4 separate regions of the Sus scrofa genome follow, and regions 2, 3 and 4 are each linked to region 1. The links are chromatin contacts, called in public Hi-C and promoter capture Hi-C maps. All regions are on one chromosome and are shown on one strand. Each heading gives the region's core, a stretch centred on a gene start, on an enhancer-like site or on the middle of the called end of the contact. The rest is flanking DNA. Distances are from core to core; before and after follow the strand shown. Region 1 holds the start of SNX3 (sorting nexin-3). Region 2 holds the start of CD164 (sialomucin core protein 24). Region 3 holds the start of PPIL6 (peptidylprolyl isomerase like 6). Region 4 holds the start of AK9 (adenylate kinase 9).

Evidence for each region. Promoter capture Hi-C pulls out the DNA fragments that hold promoters and counts their contacts. Hi-C and Micro-C count contacts between places; a contact is called where the count stands out from the background.
Region 2: a promoter capture Hi-C map of liver shows a contact between it and region 1, with 10 times the contacts expected there. The contact joins the promoter of CD164 here to the promoter of SNX3 in region 1. A contact is called at or near these places in 1 of 5 promoter capture datasets (liver) and 2 of 2 datasets of contacts at active chromatin or transcription factors (alveolar macrophages and skeletal muscle).
Region 3: a promoter capture Hi-C map of liver shows a contact between it and region 1, with 4 times the contacts expected there. The contact joins the promoter of PPIL6 here to the promoter of SNX3 in region 1. A contact is called at or near these places in 1 of 5 promoter capture datasets (liver) and 1 of 2 datasets of contacts at active chromatin or transcription factors (alveolar macrophages).
Region 4: a Hi-C map of liver shows a contact between it and region 1, with 5 times the contacts expected there. The contact joins the promoter of AK9 here to the promoter of SNX3 in region 1. A contact is called at or near these places in 1 of 5 promoter capture datasets (liver) and 2 of 47 Hi-C or Micro-C datasets (heart right ventricle and liver).

What each region holds. Positions count from the first base shown.
Region 1 is chr1:74,347,700-74,352,043 of Sscrofa11.1, reverse strand. SNX3 (sorting nexin-3) reads left to right here and starts at 2,309. Exons shown (of 4, transcript XM_021090786.1): 1 at 2,309-3,080. The coding sequence starts at 2,985.
Region 2 is chr1:75,455,917-75,460,320 of Sscrofa11.1, reverse strand. It overlaps CD164 (sialomucin core protein 24), which reads left to right and starts at 2,181. Exons shown (of 7, transcript XM_001924626.5): 1 at 2,181-2,236; 2 at 2,347-2,705. The coding sequence starts at 2,528. LOC102164525 (a long non-coding RNA gene) reads right to left here and starts at 2,077. Exons shown (of 4, transcript XR_300811.3): 1 at 1,987-2,077.
Region 3 is chr1:75,505,961-75,510,471 of Sscrofa11.1, reverse strand. It overlaps PPIL6 (peptidylprolyl isomerase like 6), which reads left to right and starts at 2,228. Exons shown (of 8, transcript NM_001243664.1): 1 at 2,228-2,382. The coding sequence starts at 2,260. SMPD2 (sphingomyelin phosphodiesterase 2) reads right to left here and starts at 2,169. Exons shown (of 10, transcript XM_001925290.5): 1 at 1,619-2,169; 2 at 1,352-1,448; 3 at 1,162-1,238; 4 at 732-825; 5 at 510-599; 6 at 187-269; 7 at 1-59. The coding sequence starts at 1,668.
Region 4 is chr1:75,691,269-75,695,425 of Sscrofa11.1, reverse strand. It overlaps AK9 (adenylate kinase 9), which reads left to right and starts at 2,011. Exons shown (of 40, transcript XM_021091050.1): 1 at 2,011-2,112. FIG4 (FIG4 phosphoinositide 5-phosphatase) reads right to left here and starts at 1,198. Exons shown (of 23, transcript NM_001243250.1): 1 at 964-1,198. The coding sequence starts at 1,029.

The DNA of each region.
Region 1 (4,344 bases), core at 1,060-3,559:
TTTGTTCCTATAAATCCTGTGCTTTCCTTCCTATGATTGTTTCGTTTTTATTTTGACTTTTGGTCATTGTTGTGAATAGGATATTTTTTCCATTTCCAGTCTAACTAGACAATACCTAGATGGAGGAAAATTATAAATTAAGTTCTTTACTTTCATTCAGCCACTAAATTCTCTCGTTAATTCTAGTAGCTTATTCTTCATGGATATTTCTGAGAATATAATCAGATCTCCTGAAAAATAATTTTTTTCCTGATGTTTATCCTGGGAAGCTCTCCTCTCTCTCTCCCTCTCTCTTTTTTTTTGACCACACCCAAAGCATGAAGACGTTCCCATGCCACAGACTGAACCTGAGCCACCACAGAGACAAAGGCCAGGATCCTAAACCAGCTGAGCCAGTGGGTAAGTCCTGAGGAGCTCTTCTCTAGCTGTTTGACTGTGTTGCTACCTTCTATGGCTGCTTCCCCACTGCAGGCGAGTGTTATTACTGCTGCCCAAGGCTGCTCTGAGTGGCCTCCAGGGAATGAGATAGAAGAATAGCCAAATGATTGCTTTGTTCTAGTGTCACAGATGACAACACAATAGGGTGGTTCCTGGTCTCTTAGATTTTAAATACTCCAATTCAAAGAGTCATTTATACACATTTCTTGAGCTCACTGCTGTAGTCAGAACAGTCAAGTGTCTATTTGGTCTCAGGCCAGCGATCGAACCAGCAACCTCATGCTTCCTAGTGGCATTCGTTAACCACTGCGCCGTGAAGGGAACCCCTGGGTCACTCTTTATCACATTATCCACCTTTCTTTACTGCACCAATCATATTGGCAGTTATATTATTTGTTGGTTTATTTATTATCTGTTTCCCCAAGAGAAACCATACATTTGACAATTACCCTCATGAACTCAGGGAATTTCAATACCTTCTCCATCTTTTTACCTCCAGTATCGAAGTGGAAAACACAGAGTTCCCATTGTGGTGCAGTGGAAACGAATCCAACTAGGAACCATGAGGTTGCAGGTTTGACCCCTGGCCTCGCTCAGTGGGTTAAGGATCTGGCATTGCCGTGAGCTGTGTTTTAGATCACAGACAGAGCTTGGATTCAGCGCTGCTGTGCCTTGGGCGCAGGCCAACTCCTAGCCTGGGAGCCTTCATATGCCGCAGGTGTGGCCCTAAAAAGGCCAAAAAAAAAAAAAAAAAAGTGGAAAACACCGAGTAGGCCTTCAATAAATATTTATTGAATGAATGAATGTAGAGTTTTCTTGAAAATAATCTACGTGTTCTTTTTTTTTTTTTTTTTTTTTTTTTTTGTCTTTTGGCCATTTCCAGGGCCACTCCCTCGGCATATGGAGGTTCCCAGGCTAGGGGTCGAATCGGAGCTGTAGCTGGCCTACATCACAGCCACAGCAACGCGGGATCCGAGCCGCGTGTGAGACCTACACCACAGCTCACGGCAACGCCGGATCCTTTAACCCACTAAGCAAGGCCAGGGACCGAACCCATAACCTCATGGTTCCTAGTCGGATTCGTTAACCACTAAGCCACAACGGGAACTCCTCATTTTTTTTTTAATACCAACTGTACTTAGTGTTATTAAGAAGGGCTGCTAATGATTCAGACAACTTTTCAGCTTAAGGGACAGATCAGATTATTTAAAGAGAATGGGTTTTCTGAATCTAACATAAAACACACACACACACACAAAGAGCTGTGATACAACAACATCAAGGGCCATAACTCCCCAGGCAGGGCAGGAATAGACATCTATCCTTCTACCTCAATGCTCAAAGTCTGCATTTATTGGCAATCAACTATGATCTACTTAATTGTTTTGTCTTTTTTTCATTTCTGATAAAGGTTTATCCGAGTTCCACTTCAAATGCTGTACCGATGTTTTATCACCTTAAAAAAAAAAGCTACTGGAGTTCCCATAGTGGCTCAGGGGTTAACAAATCTGACTAGCATCCATGAGGACGTAGGTTCCATCCCTAGCCTTGCTGAGTGGATTAAGGATCTCAAGCCGTGCCATGAGCTGTGGTGTAGGCCAGCAGCTACAGCTCCAATTCCACCTCTCCATGTGCTGCAGGTGCGGCCCTAAAAAAAGCAAAAACGCAACAAAACAAAAACTTACTTAAATTTTGTAACTGAAGGGGGAAAGCTGCAGATCACTCAAACATCAGAAATTCAAGGCAGGCTTCGGCCCATATACTACCTGTTAATTTTAGCCCATCGGTCTCCCAAAACGGTTTGACCGTTGGATATGACGTCATTAAGTTGTTCCCACCTTCAATTTACCAAACCAGACACGTGTCCAGTGAGACTCCAAGTTGATATCAAAATCATCATTTGAGGCATATGTTCAAGGTTATCTAGAAAAGCATTTTCAGTGGTTTATGGTGAGACAGTGGATATGTCGGAATTGAGTTAGCATAGGCAGTTCTGTTCCACTTGCAGGCAAATCTCTTCCATCTCGTTGTTTAACTTGTCTGGCAGCTACCAAGGCCTCTAAGATCGTTTCCGGTGTTCTTCTCACCGTTCCAGGTCTAGGCGGATACATAAAGACAGGAAGCGCCCGCCCCCGCACTCCGGTCCTGGGTCCCATAGCACCTCGGACGCAGCCCAGTAGCGGCGCGCTCGCCCGGTGCATTGTGGGCGCTGTAGTCTGGCCGGAATCTGTTCGCGCCTACAAGACCCGTGACTCTCCTTCTCCGCCGGCGAGCTCGCCGTTCCTCTCCGTGGCTTCCGCTGGGCCTCCCGGCCTCGGGGCGCAGCGTTCCGTCGGGTGGGTTGTTTCCTGCTTGGGCTCAAGAGGCAGCAGCCAGAGCGGCGCGGGGAGGAGCTTCGCGCGCAAGGGTGAACGCCCGCTCTACGTGCTCGTTCGCCTTGCGACCGCTGCGCGCGAGTCCGGTGTCCCCGCGGCGGGCAGCAGAGGCGGCGTCGGTGGATCGCGGAGGGGGCGGAGGGAGTCCGCGGCGGCGGCTACAGCAGCGAAATGGCGGAGACCGTGGCGGACACCCGGCGGCTGATCACCAAGCCGCAGAACCTGAATGACGCTTACGGGCCTCCCAGCAACTTCCTCGAGATCGATGTGAGCAATCCGCAGACAGTGGGGGTCGGCCGGGGCCGCTTTACCACCTATGAAATCAGGGTCAAGGTGAGGCCATCTTTCCCCCCTACAGAGAGACCCCTCCCATAGTTCCCTGGTGCCCCTAGCCTTCCCTGGAGCGCGTCTCCCTAGCGGCCTTGGCTGTTGAGTCCGGGGCTGCTGGCTGACATGGTAGGGCAGTTCTGTCCACGGGCGGGGTCGGGGGCGAGGGCCCCTCTTCGTGTTGGGCTGGCTTGGGAGTTGCAGAGTGACCTGAGCCCCGTGCTGGCACTTGAGGACGGTACGCGAAGAGGGCGTGGGTTGAACGCCGCTTGCCCCTCAGGCAGCTGATCTCGGAATGACATTTGAGTTGGAAAGGGGTAGATCTTTCGAGAACACAGCTCTTCTTTGGGAAGGGAGCTAAATGTGACTGAGAAAGGGGATTTGCTCAAAGTTGAAGCCTTTTCAGTTTTCTTTTCCTGGACACTTTTCTCCGAGGTGGCCAAGCCTAGCTGATTGCTTGAGGCCCTTCCCGAGCTACCAGACTCACCTCGTTTGTACGCTTCCCTGAACAGAACCTCAGGGGAGTTTACAAAAGCCTCTGACAAATGTGGTAGGGCTGAGCCGGGCGAGAACTGCAATTGGAAATGATCGGCCCTAGCTTTCTGGGTCACTGTCTGTTAAAGGGTGAGAAGTGGGGAATGTTGCCTTCCTCACAAAACTACAACTGCTTTAAGAAAAGCTTGTTCGTTGAGGGATCTTGCTCTCTTAATTTAGAGATTTGCACTTCACTGAATGAAGGAATCAGTTGAAGTAGAAACACATTCATAATTTCATAATTAAAATTTGTTGGCAGTAAGTAATTCAGATGATTTGAAAGATGGTAATTGAGAATATTGCTTCACTTTCAGTCTACAGTTCAGGATTAAAGAAGTTACTCATGTATGGAAGTATCTTTAAAAATTGGTTACATAAAACGAATCCAGCTGTTAATGAACAACAAATTATTAAAAATTAAGCATAAGAATTTGGCTTTAGAGCAATCACAATATACATAACAAGTTACTATTAACATTTAAGTGGAGTGGTTCCTCTAACTTGAAATTTTTTTGTGGGGTAAAATATACACAAAATTTACCATCTTAACCATTTTTAACTGTACAGTTTAGTAGCGTTCAGTTTATTCACTGCCGTGAAACCTACACACTTTAAAAATGATTTACTTATCATGTAGTATTGTTTTAAAAATGTAGTAATCATCAAACTT
Region 2 (4,404 bases), core at 932-3,431, 1.1 Mb before region 1:
AAAAGACAAAAGCTTTAATTAAAAAAGATACATGTACCCCAATATCCATAATGGCACCATTCACAATAGACAAGACATGGAAGCAGCCTAAGTGTCCATGGACAAAGGGGTGTGGTATACACACACACAAAGAAAGACACACACACACACACACACACACACACACACACACAGTGGGATATTACCCCGCCACTAAAAATAAAAAAAGAGTGAAAGAATGCCATTTGCAGCAACATGGACAGACCTAGAGATTATCACACTAAATCAAGTCAATAGAGAAAGACAAATACTATCTGTGGCATCTAAAAATAATGCAAATGAACTTATTTACAAAACAGAACTGGACTCCAGACATAGAAAACAAATTTATGGTTACCAAAGGGGAAGGGGAGAAATAATGAAAATTACTTTGCTATACACCTGAAGCTAACACAATATTGTAAATCAATTATCGTCAATATAAAAAAACTATTTTATTAAAAAAAATTTGTTTTTGTCTTTTTAGGGCCACACCCATGGCATATGGAGGTTCTCAGGCTAGAGGATGAATCAGAGCTGTAGCTGCTGGCCTACGCCACAGCCACAGCAATGCCAGATCCAAACCACATCTGCAACCTACATGGATGCTAGTCAGATTGGTTTCTGCTCATCCACGACAGGAACTCCAAAAACTCTATTTTAGATGCCAGTCCTTGGTTTGAAATGGTGAAAATAACTTTGGAAGTCTTCCTTGACCTGGCTCAACAGATGCTGTGCTAAATAAGCTGATGCTTTTTTAGTCTTAAAAACAAGAGTGAAATGTCCCCTTACGAAGACCAACAAAAATTTGACAACTAGAGTTGAACACCCCGTGGCAAACTGTAAAACAGTGGCCTCCACAATAGCGTGTTTTCATCTTAGCATGGAGACAATCCATCCGGGTATGGGAAGAAAACAGAACTTCTATTACATTTTCAACATTAAAAAAAAAGTTGACTAGTGCCTTCATTTGGTCTGGTATCAGATGGTCATGTGCTAAATAAATACTGTGTGAGAGGAATCCTGACTGAAGAGATAGGTTTGAAGGCTGATGATGAGACCTCACTTACTTACTTGGTTGTACTCTCATGCTTTGGATGGCAAGTTGGACCAGTAAAAAAACGAGTTTCTGGCTTACATCCAAGCAATCTCTAACTAGCCTAGTTCATGGAACAAATGTTTATAGTCAGGAGGGTACACAAGCACCCCACTGATTTGATTGTAGGTTTAGGAAAGCCTTCAAGTTTAGGTAAACAAGGTAAATAGCTTACACAGTCATCTTTTGGGGGGGGGTGGATTCCATAGCGGGGTACATCTCACAAAAGCTACTGATGTTGCGTTACTTTTTCTTTTTAGGATAGGTGTGCGCAATTAAAATTAAATGATAAATACAAATAGCTGAAAACAGCTTTATAATCCAACTTTTACCATTTGATAGAAGCATGGCTGTACGCGTAAATATTTTTGTGAGACTGAGCATCAGATGGCGCTCATCCCTACTAAAAGCCTGAGCAGTGGCAGAATATTAACAGGCATTTCAAAATCCAGCCATGACGCCAAGCAATTGTGCCTTTCAGTCGAGTCACTTTTCTGAGTCTCGGTTTCTTCACCTGTAAAGTGGGGGTGGGAACAACCCAGATGGATTTCCAACTCTACCGTCTTTGATGCTTCCACTATAGCAGTGGCACGGACCGGCGGCTGCCACCGCTCACTGGCTGAAACCGCGAGAGACTCAGAAAACTCAAGGTGTGAAAGTGTGACAGAGGCAGATGGTGTGCGGCTCCGGCTGGAAAGCAGGAGAACGCTTTCAGTGTCTCAGCCGCTCACGTAGTGTGGGCGCCAGAGCAAAAACTGAACCGCGCGCGGTATCTCCATTTCCCTGGGATTTCCTAACACGAGGTCACTTACAACAAAACCCACTTTCAATGGGAAACGCGCGGGTCCTGAGAAGGATACTTATGCAAGCACCTTGGCAACGCGCGAGGGCAGTACAAACTTTATGCCTGCCCGGGTCCTGAGCGAAACGCCTGGAAACTACTTCCGCCTTGCGGTACTCGGGTCCTAGGGGCGCGGCTCCGGGGGTCACGTGGGGTATAGCCGATTCACCGCCACGACGCCGTGGCTACGTCATATAGCTTGTCCCATCCAAGACGGGGTGGGAGCCTTCTCTGTTGCCGGAACGAGAAAAGCCCAGCCGCATCCTTGTGACAGTCTCAGGGTAAAGAAAAGAATTTTATGTGTCTGTCCAGTTTCTTCGCTATATACAGTCGCTTGGAGGGACAGCTTCCTTCAGGTTTCCTCTCGATGTTCCTGTTCCCCCTCCCGTAGGATTCCAGTTGGTGTCGCCAGCGCCCCGCCTCCGCACGCCGCGGCCCTGGGGTAGCTCACGTGACCCCGGCACGCTCCCGCGGGGGGAGCGAAATCTCGAGGGCATCGCCGCAGGGGACAGAGGGACGCACGCTCCGTTGAGCACCTCATCTTTCGCTTGGACGCCAGCGCGAAGGACGCGATGTTGGGGCTCTCCCGCCAGCTTCTTTGGGCCGTCGGCTGCCTGGCCGCGCTCTGCGTGCTGACAGCGGCGAAGAACAGCACCATCCTGCCTCCGAGTACGACTACACCCTGGCTTTCACCGCCCACCACCCAGACAACCTCCGCGCCGCCGAAGACGCTCCCCACTCCAGCACCAGGTGGGCGCCGGTCCTACGGGCTTCCTACGCTCTTCTCCCGGGCGGAGCCGCCCGCGATGCCCGCGGAGCCGGGGCCCGGGCGGGCCGCGCTCAGGCAACATGGCGGCCCGTCCGAGTCCAGCCGGGACCAGGCCGAGGTGGCCGCGGTGGCCGAGGTGGGGAAGCGCCCTGGGGGGAAGGGGCGGCGGTTTCCGACCTCACAGTATCCCGCGCCGTGGTGCTGTTTAAAAGTGCCTCGTAATCCCCAGCCTGACTTCAGGCTCGGAAGAGGGGACGTGGCTTCCTTCCGCGGTGGCAGCGGTGAGGTTGATTATGGGGCGAGGCGGCCGCCTCCAAAGTTGGCGACGAGACCGAATTCCCTCTCGTTGGCGTTAGTCGTTTGTCCACCCAGGTTTTCTTTTCGAAGGCAGGCTTCTCCTGAGGTTGGCGAAAGAGGGAAAGAGACGCTGAAGACGTTAACGTTTTCTGGTGCCTCAGACCTGGGTGTGAAAAAATAAGTGGCTTGGGATTTAATTACATCGATTTTGCGGATAGGTATGGGATGTATTTGAGGTTGGAGCTTTTAATTAATTAAAGCTTAATACGCCCCATGCTATATGTGCAATGGAGGAAAAGTACCATACCCATTCGTATATCTGGTACTTCGCATATATCTCAAACTCAAAGATAGGTGGTGAAACTTAGGAGATGGAAGGAGATAAATTAACTGTGTCAAAACCCTATGTTTAGTAGTTTGAGAAGCTGAGATTCGAACCCAGGTCTCTGGATTTTCTAAAGCCCGGTCTGGAACACCTTTTATTAAGCTCTACAGACGATCTGGGAACTGGTTTAGGCATACACTAAATCTCTTAGCAGAATTTGGCAGTGCTTTGACAACACACGAGAGAGGGGGAGATAAATTTGAGGTAATAAGGTGAAGAACTTCTCTAGATATCTAAAACCTGCAGTCTAGTGTGATTGGCTGTTCTAATTAATATTGGGTGAGAAGTAACTGGCATCTTGATGGAAGAATTGCTGAAGTGTAACGATTTTTACCTTGGTATTTTTTTTTCAGGCTGATCGTGTTGTTTTACAATATCTTCCCTAGTTGTTGTGTTTTATAGGAGTTTAATGAAATACGTAATGTTATTTGTTAGATTTAGAAAGGTATGATGGTAAAATTCAAACATGTTTTGATGAGGAAAGAGAATCGCAGTACAATACTGAAATTCTTGCCACACTATTTCTAAGATGATAGAGCAGAATGTTTTGTATTTGTGCATATTGGTAGTTTGAACTGTTGGTGTGTGTGTGTGTAAAGAGAGGCTTGGAAACATGTTCATTGCATTTGTGTAATTGAAATGAATGCAAAGGAGATGATTTGTATTTTCTGTAATTGGTAGTTGGACAAACTGCAGTCTGAAGGGGAGCACATTTAGTTCATTGTAAGTAATGTTCACTCTGCTACCCAAACATTCATCATCAAGCACAAAAGATTTAAACAACTAGCATTTTTTGTCTGTATACAGACATCTGAAGAACTAATTTCTACTTTGTGACCACCTCCCCCAGTCCTCAAAGGGTGCCATGTCTCCGATAAATATGTCCAAGTCTCTGATAAATATTGAAATTCAATCCTTCTGTGCAGAACTATTTTTTAGGTACAGGGAAGGCAAATGACAACGTTTTTTGGAGGCACCTAGCTTCTAGGAAAATGGAC
Region 3 (4,511 bases), core at 979-3,478, 1.2 Mb before region 1:
TTGGGTGCAAGTTGAGGTCCCCACATAATAGAACCACATCAGCTTTCTTGGATGTGTGGCTGCAGAAACCAAGATGGTGAGGCAGGAATGCTTCTCTCACTAGCTCTGCCCTAAAAGTGGGGCCTTAGCCATCCCTCAGTCCCTGGGCCCCATCCCACTTCCCCTGTCAAGCCCAGGCTCACACACTGGATGAACTGGGCCAGTTCCCAAGCTTGGGCCACACGATGTGCTAAGTAGATGTCCTTCTGTCGACTGTACTCGGCATGGAGCTGAGCAAGATAGATGAGATTATAGCAGATGAGACTGAGGGTCCCAAGAGCAGCTGTACATCAAGTTTGTGCCTGTCACCTGGCATGGTGTTTGGTAAAATATACGTGAACCTTGCCTCCTGGCCTAAGGAGATCCAGCCCCCGCATCTCATCCCATGGCAGCCCAGCTAGAGGAGTCCCATCTCTCCCTCCCAGGACCATGTTGCCTGTCCCACCCTAAGCACTGCCGGTTTCACTCACATGGGTCACGTAGGCATTGAGCACCAATCCACTTAGATGGAGCACCAGCAGCCCCACAGCTTTCCCACAGAACCAGTCACCATGGTGGACCTGCAGGCAGAAGAGGGCAGGAACTCAGGGCACAGCTACCCCTTTCTGCCCCTCTCCTGCAGCCAGCCCTAGGCTACCTCGGTTACCATGTGTTAGTGGTGGATGGTGAAAGAGGTCAGAGAGCAGACTCACCATGTAAGGATAGCCATTGAGGGTGAAGACGTGCTGGGTGAATTCCTGGATTGGGTGTTTGGAGAAGACACAGAGACCACTGCCAATGATGCCACTGAAAACCAAGCCCTGATCAGTAACCAGAAAAGCAAACAAAGAAATCTCCCCCTAGGCGTCTTTCCCTTCTTATCAGCTACCTTCTCCTCTCTGCCCCTGGCACCACCCCAGAAGGAAACTCAAAGCATCAGCTGTTCTGGGGCTGATAGGACGCCCTGATAATAAGTCTTGAGAAGAGCTGAAGAACTAGCTCTTCCTCCTTCTGCCTCTTCCTGCTCCCACACTCAGAGAAGAGGAGCCTGGGCGGGGTTGGGGTGGGGATAGGCTGCAGGCAGCGTAGGGAAGGGCAGGCAGGGCCAAGAGCCTCCAGGTCTGAGGCCAGGCGGCTCCTCACCTCCTGAAGTAGTGTGCAGCTGGGTAGGTGGGCAACAGCTTCTGCCTCAGGTACTGGAAATCCTGCTCACTCCACACCTGAGGAATGGGGTCAAGATGCTGGCCCGGCCCTTCCCCGGGGAGAAAGACCCGCTAGCACCCCCAGCCGCCCCCTCGGGCCAAGGTTCCACAATAGTTCCGCCCGGCCCCACCTCCTCCAGCAGAACAAGGTCGAAGCTCTCCATGTTCAGAAAGTCTCCCAGGCGCTTGACGCGGTCGGCCCGGTGCTTGCTCAGGAAGGGAATGCCCCTGAGAACCAGAAGGGCAGGGAGGTGACGGCGGGGGTGGTCGGCGCTCCGGGAAACATCGGAGCTGGGGCGAGGTGCGCGCTGTCTCCATACCCGGAGGCTGCAGCGCAGGGGAGAGCCGAGCCCCGGATGTGAGGGAGGTCCCAGGCCCGGGGCGGCGGGCGCACTCACCAGCAGTTGAGGTTAAAGATCTTCAGTCGCAGGGAAAAGGTGGGCTTCATGGCGAGGGCACTGGGGGGCGCGGGACGGCTCCGCAAAGGCAGCGCGGTGCGGCCCGAGGCGGGCGAGCTGGCCGGGCTCTTCGAGGGGTAAAGGGCACAGGTGGTCGCCCCGCCCTCGCGCTCCTGGGAAGGCCGCGGCCGCGAGGCCCGCGCGGCCTGGGACGGCCTCCCGCGTTACCCGGGCAACCGGCCGACTGGCCCCAATCTAGCTGCGCGCCAACCCGGAAAGGCGATCTGCGGCGAAATCGGGCGCAGATGAGAGTCCGCTGCCGCGCGAGAGGAGGTCCCGCGGAGGACCCTAGGCGGGGGTCGGGGCGGGGTCCTGGAGGAGGCCCGGGCAGGCGGCAGACCGGGCTGAGTCTTGTGGGACGTAGGCTCCCGGTTCCTCTTCGCTCGCCGCTGGGGGCGGGAGCCCAGGCGTCCTCTCTAGCCTCGCAGGCGGCTCACCAGCAACAGGAGCAAAGTTGAGGAAACGCCGGGCCCTAACGCCTCGCCCCGCCCTCTTCCTCCCGGCGGGCGGCGGGGGCGGGGTCGCGTGGTTGCCCTGGCGACACGCAGTGTTTGTGCTCCAAGGAGTCCTCGCGCGCTGCCATGGCTAGCCAGCGGCTTTCGGTCCCCTGCAGCTCGCAGTTGCCGCCCGAGCAGCCGCTGCAGGTGAAGGTGGTGGGGCTCTTCAAAAGCTCTAGCTTTCAAGTTGCGAAGAGCACCGCTGAGGTAACCGCGAAGAAACCGCAAGTGTGGGCGGCCGGTCCGGCTTCTGTGTCTAGCGCCTTCTCGTGGCGGGGCTTCAGGATCGGGGAGGGGAGGTTCTGGCTGATGTGGACAGGAGCGTGCAAAGGCAGGTGCGGGTACTGGCGGGAGTTCCACCTCGAGAAGGGCTACCTTTAAAGGGAGATCGGAGCGAAGGAAGCGTTCAGGACCTTGCTGGGAATAAAGGTGATTCCTTCCTCTAAATTACCACACATTTTATTCCACGGTAAAAAAAAATTTTTTCTTTTATGGTTGCAGCTTCAGGAGCTTGCTGCAGTCGGGTTCTTAACCCACTGTGCTGCGGGAGGAACTCCTCCACATTAATTTTTAATTGAAATTATAGATTTTAAAACTTTGTGAAAGAAAATGGTACCCCGTAAGCGGCTGATTTTTTCAAATCCCACCCCAAGTAATTTTTGAAAACTATTCATTTGGGAAGGGATGAGTTTTTTCCCCCTGTAAATTTTCTATAACAGTCAGGGCCATTCCATTGAAGGTGCTTAAGGGATTTCTTTTTTTTGGTCTTTTTTTTTTTGGCATTTCTTGGGCCGCTCCCGCGGCATATGGAGGTTCCCAGGCTAGGGGTCTAATCGGAGCTGTACCCACCAGCCTATGCCAGAGGCACAGCAACGCAGGATCCGAGCCGCGTCTGCAACCTACATCACAGCTCACAGCAACGCCGGATCGTTAACCCACTGAGCAAGGGCAGGGATCGAACCCGCAACCTCATGGTTCCTAGTCGGATTCGTTAACCACTGCGCCACGACGGGAACTCCAGGGATTTCTTAACAAACAACCCACAAATGCTTTGGAGAATCCAGACATTTCTTTGTAAACATGTGGAATGATGTCAAAGGAAAAACACTTTAATTGGAAGAATTTGGCTAGGTCAATAATGCTGCACCACACCTGTAACCGAATGCAGCAGAAATGCAGAAATGTATGAATTACTGAAATGTCAAATTCAGCACGTCTTTGGGGTTTGCTCCAGAAATGCCGCTGTAAGATTATGCCAAGCTTCTATTCTTCAAAGCCTCATTAGACTCCAGAACAATGCCTTCTTCATGTTTGTTATCTCCCAAAGTACCCAGCTGGATACTTGACACAAAATGTTCCCAAATAGAAGAAATCTTAAGAATTCCTACCTTCTTGCCTGCTCCAAGTCCACCGCGTTAAAGTCTGTATTTACATTAAATCAGGAAATAGTAACTAATTTGTGCGAAATCAGTAAAGTTTATATCCAGATGAAGAGAATATGTGATAAGAAGTCTAAAAACCAAATGTTGATCATTTAAAATAGAAATTATGGACTGTGTTAGCTGGGTTGATAGGATGAGCAAAGTTTTATGGCCCAAGTTGTATTTAATGGAGCTTGAGGGATTTTTTTTCCCTCATTTTTTCTTAGCTCCTTTTGCGAAGGATGTTTTCTCCAAAAAAAAAAAAAAATTATGAATACCAGAGTTCCCTCATGGCTCAGCAGGTTAAGGATCCAGCACTGTTACAGCTATGGCATGGGTTCAATCCTTGGCTAGGAACTCCTGCATGTCGTGGGCACTGCCAAAAAAAAAAAAGGCCAAATGTTAACTTTTCACTCTCTTAAGCTTTTGACTACTGTAGCTTGAATATGAAAACATATCAATGTAAATTCAGTTCTGTTTTTTTTTTTTTTTCTCTTTTTTTTGTCTTTTCTAGGGCTACACCCTTGGCATATGGAGGTTCCCAGGCTAGGGGATGAATAGGAGCTGTAGCTTCCGGCCTACACCACAGCCACAGCAACTCAGGATCCAAGCCGTGCCTGCGACCTACACCACAGCTCACAGCAATGCCGGATCCTTAACCCACTGAGCAAGGCCAAGGGATCGAATCCCCAACCTCACGGTTCCTAGTCGGATTCTTTAACCACTGAGCCACAACAGGAACGCCCAGTTAGTTCTATCTTAATAAAAGATTCTTGAATATATTCCCAAAATGATCATTTGTGAGCAATCCCCAAGCCTAATTAACTGACAAAGATTTAGATTTATAAAGAGTAACTAAGTATTATGTAATGTAGTCCATTCTGAAACAAACATTAAATTATGAAGAAAGTATGA
Region 4 (4,157 bases), core at 762-3,261, 1.3 Mb before region 1:
AAAAGCTATACTTTATTTTCTAGCCACAGAGATGACAAAGTACATACTTCAAGCACCATTCATTAAATTTTAGGGAACTAGTAACGTAAACATAAAAACCTATCTGCTTGGGAGTTCCAATTGTGACTCAGTAAGTTAGGGACCCTACAGTTATCTCTGTGAGGATTTGGGTTCCATCCCTAGCCTCACTCAGTGGGTTAAGGATCCTGCACTGCTGCAAGCTGCGGAGTAAGTCGCAGGTGCCGCTGGTATCTAGTGTTGCGGTGGCTGTGGCATAAGCCACAGCTGCAGCTCCTATTCAACCACTGGCCCAGGAACTTCCATATGCCACAGGTGCAGCCATACAAAAGACAAACGAACAAACAAAAACCTGGATCTGCTAATTCTACCAGTAACTATTTACATGGTGATTTGAAGAAATAAAACAGAACAAAATAAAACTGTGTAGGAAAAAAGTAAAATGAAAAGCAAAAGAATTCTATCCAAACAAATCAACAAAGTTTTCTTTCCCTTCAAATAAAGAGAACCAAAAATGTCAGCAATAAAAGCATACATAATTATTATCAATCACTGCGACGCCACGGCATAGGAAAACAGAAAAGTTACCGATTCACAGGTCGAGAATATTTTTCTAACCCCTACTTGTACTATAACTAGTGAACCGGAGAACTCCAAGACTTTCCCAAAGTTGAAAAGAATTCAGTAACTCGTACAGAACTTCATGAACAGTTTTTGAGATATCACAAACACTTGCTGCCAGGGTGTTCCAACCTTGGCTTTTAAGTGGTGCTGCAAAAGCTACAGTGTCCCGGGTGCCATAACAGGGCGAAGCCCCCTCGGGCGCATTCCCCAGGACTCGAATTAGGGAACAGAGGGAAGATGGGGCGGGCTGCTGCTCTGCCCCACCGCCCCACACCTACTCGGCCGCTGTCCTCCCCGCACCCCACTGGGCTGGGTACTCACAGCTCTAGTCTCGTACAGAACCAGCTTTTGGACCAAGCTGATTATGGGGGCGGCGGCCGCGGGCATGGCCGAGCAAACGGGGGCGCGCCCCAACAGGCACTAGGCCACAGCCTTGGTTGCAGCAGCCTCGGAACTGCCCCCAAGAAACCCGGAGAGAAGACGCCTCAGATCCAAGATGCCAAGTTCCGCAGGTAAAAACACTGCATCGGCACGAAATACATAGATGATCAGCTACTAAGGTTCAGGTGTTTCCGGATCCGTAGGCCCCACCTCCAGGCAAACCCCACCCCAGCTACCGCGTGGGCGGGACTGGAGGAAGAACCATAGAGAAGTGGGGTAGAGGTTTCCAGAGCCTGCGTACTGCGAAGGAGGAAGCAAAGAACGCCATCTTTGGTATGGGAACGAGGAAAAGTGGGCGGAGAAAAGGGCACTGCCAGTTTAGTTAAATCTCACCTTTTTCTGGTCCTTCTCTTTGCAAAAGTGGACGATTTGGGACTGGATTACTTCTTTTGAATTGGCTCTCCGACTTGCAGATAGATCCATTCCCAAGTTTGTCTGTTTTTTCTCTGCCTACTTCTGCCCTTTCCTGAAAACCTACTCTGTGACGGTCCTGCACTAAGCATAGGTGTTTTTCCCCTTCTGTCGCTGTGTGTCTCTTTTACCCTTAGAAGAATCAACTAAATCCATGGTATCCAGAGGGTGTGTGGTTCAATTAGTGTTTTATAATCGCTTAAAGTTGGAAATTTCCAAGCTTGCCACTTATTTGTGCAGGAGGCTAACCATCTGTAAATTCTAAAAAAAGACTGTCGAGTGTAGTGTAATACAACGTAGTGTAGTACTGGCTTTGGAGTTCTGCGTTAAAAGAAGTTTTCTTACACGAGATGTGAGTGAACATAAGTAAACAACGCATGTACTCTCTTTGATCATCAGCTTCCATATTTGTGAAAAGGAGTGTATTAAAATTTTGAATACAAAGGTACGAAAGTGAGTATTTAAAGTAAATCAGTAAATTACAGCCCCACCTTCCGAGGCCCCGCCCCCAAGAGGCTCGACACTTTGCACCAAGCTGGGTTCCCTTGGCAACCGCTCAACAGATCCCAGAGTCCCTGGAGAGGACTGCAGCCAGCCGGTGGGGTCTGCTACGAATAGGTATGTAGGAGTCAGAGTCCACCGCTCGGATCCATTTCCGTAGCGAATGAAATCCCACCATCTCCTGCGGGGAGCCCAGACCAGTTCCTTTCCTTGCAAAATTAAACTTCGAGATCTCCGTAAATTCCGCTTTTGAACCTCACTCCTCCTTTCAACGAACATCGTTTTCATTCCACAGGTATTCACTGGGTACCAACTGTGAGATGTAAGATGTACTGGAATGGCAAAAGTGCTAGGTTTCCCAGGAAATGGGTCCCTTGTTAACTGCAGAGCCCACTGCTAGAGGATTTTTTCAACTGCTAAAAATGTAAGGAAATTTAAGAATTTTTGTATTCAATTGTAGTATAAACATAATGTGGCATTGGGGATTATATTGTAAATTCAAAATCAAGAAATTGCAAAATTTTTAAATTAATATTTATTTTAAACTTTCTTTCATAGTTTGGTATGAAATTTTGGGTTTTATTAAGAACTAGAAAGATGGCGAAGTTCCCTTTGTGGCTCAGTGGTTAACGAACCCGACTAGTAACTGGTTGCAGATTCGATCCCTGGCCTGCTCAGTGGGTTAAGGATCTGGCGTTGCTATGGCTGAGGTGTAGGCCAGCCGCTACAGCTCCTATTCTACCCCTAGCCTGGGAACCTCCATATGCTATGGGTGCAGCCCCAAAAAGACAAAAGAAACAAGAACAACAAAAACAAAAACAAAAAACTAGAAAGATGGCCATCTCAGCACTGGCACTTTGCATTGACTTGGATCTTTTACCTGGGAAAAATACTTAGTTCTGTTCCATTACATAATGGAAAGCAACTCTTCTGAACATGAGTTAAATATTTGCACATTTTTATTCAGGATAACTCAAAATATCTGTAGAATTCCAGTTTTCCAATATTTAGTTTTCAATTATTATATTACTATATTCCATTTGAAACTGGTGTTAGTTTTGTTCATCCAGAAGCAGATCCTGAGACAAAACTTGAGGACAAATAGTTTATATGGGCAATAATCTAGCAAAACAACAGCCACAAAGGGAAGGAAGCTAATAAAGGGAATAAAGGGAATATTATTAAGCAAATTTCTCTGTTAGCTGAATTCTCTGAGGAATTCTTGGATGTATGTCTCAGTTATTCCCTTTTAAGGGGAAAGAGAGCTGGGGTATTTATTCACCAATTCCCATCAGTTATAGGTTGAGTCTTGCTATGGAAGAATATTAATTCTTATACAGTTATACAGTCTGCTGTATAACTCAGGCAGAACAAGGTCTGGCAGCCAGAAAGGGCCCTTAAACAAAGAACCACAAGCCACCAGTTGGAAGCCGGGCTGGTCATCTGTGGAAAAGGTTGGTGTCAAATGGATAGGGTTAGGGTACTAATAACATCTGCAACATTCCAAGCTTTGCCCCACTCATACCCATTGCGCTCCCTCCACATTAAGTTGACAGCATCCTGTCACTGGTTCTTCAAGGCAGTTTCTGGTCCCAGTTTCTAAAACAAAAGGATGCGCAAAAAGACCTACATCTCCCTGCTCCTAATTAGGTAGCAGCAGCTCTACCTCTACTTTCCAGGGCAGTAACTCCTTATCAAGGACGTGACTCATTAGAGGTCATCATAGATTCTGCTTGTTACACCACTCTCATAGCCCCATGCACACGCTTCTTCCCCAGAACCCTTTTTCTCTTATGATCCAGTCTCACTCCTTCCAGGCTCTGGACCAAGCCATTCAGCATCACTCTCCAAATTAAGGACCTAGGAATATTGCTTAAAGCTCTGCCTACCAGGAGGATTTCCCCTAATCACCACCTCTCAGGACTACTCCTGAGTGGGACTAAAGTCCAAAAGCATTCCATTTACAGCTTGCACCAATATATCATGTTTCATACATGATTTTTTTTTTTGTCTTTTTAGGGCCGCTCTCGCAGCATTTGTAGGTTCCCAGGCTAGGGGTCTAATTGGAGCCTACACCACAGACATAGCAACGCAGGATCCGAGCCTCATCTGTGACCTACACCACAGCTCATGGCAGTGCCAGATCCTTAATCCACTGAGCA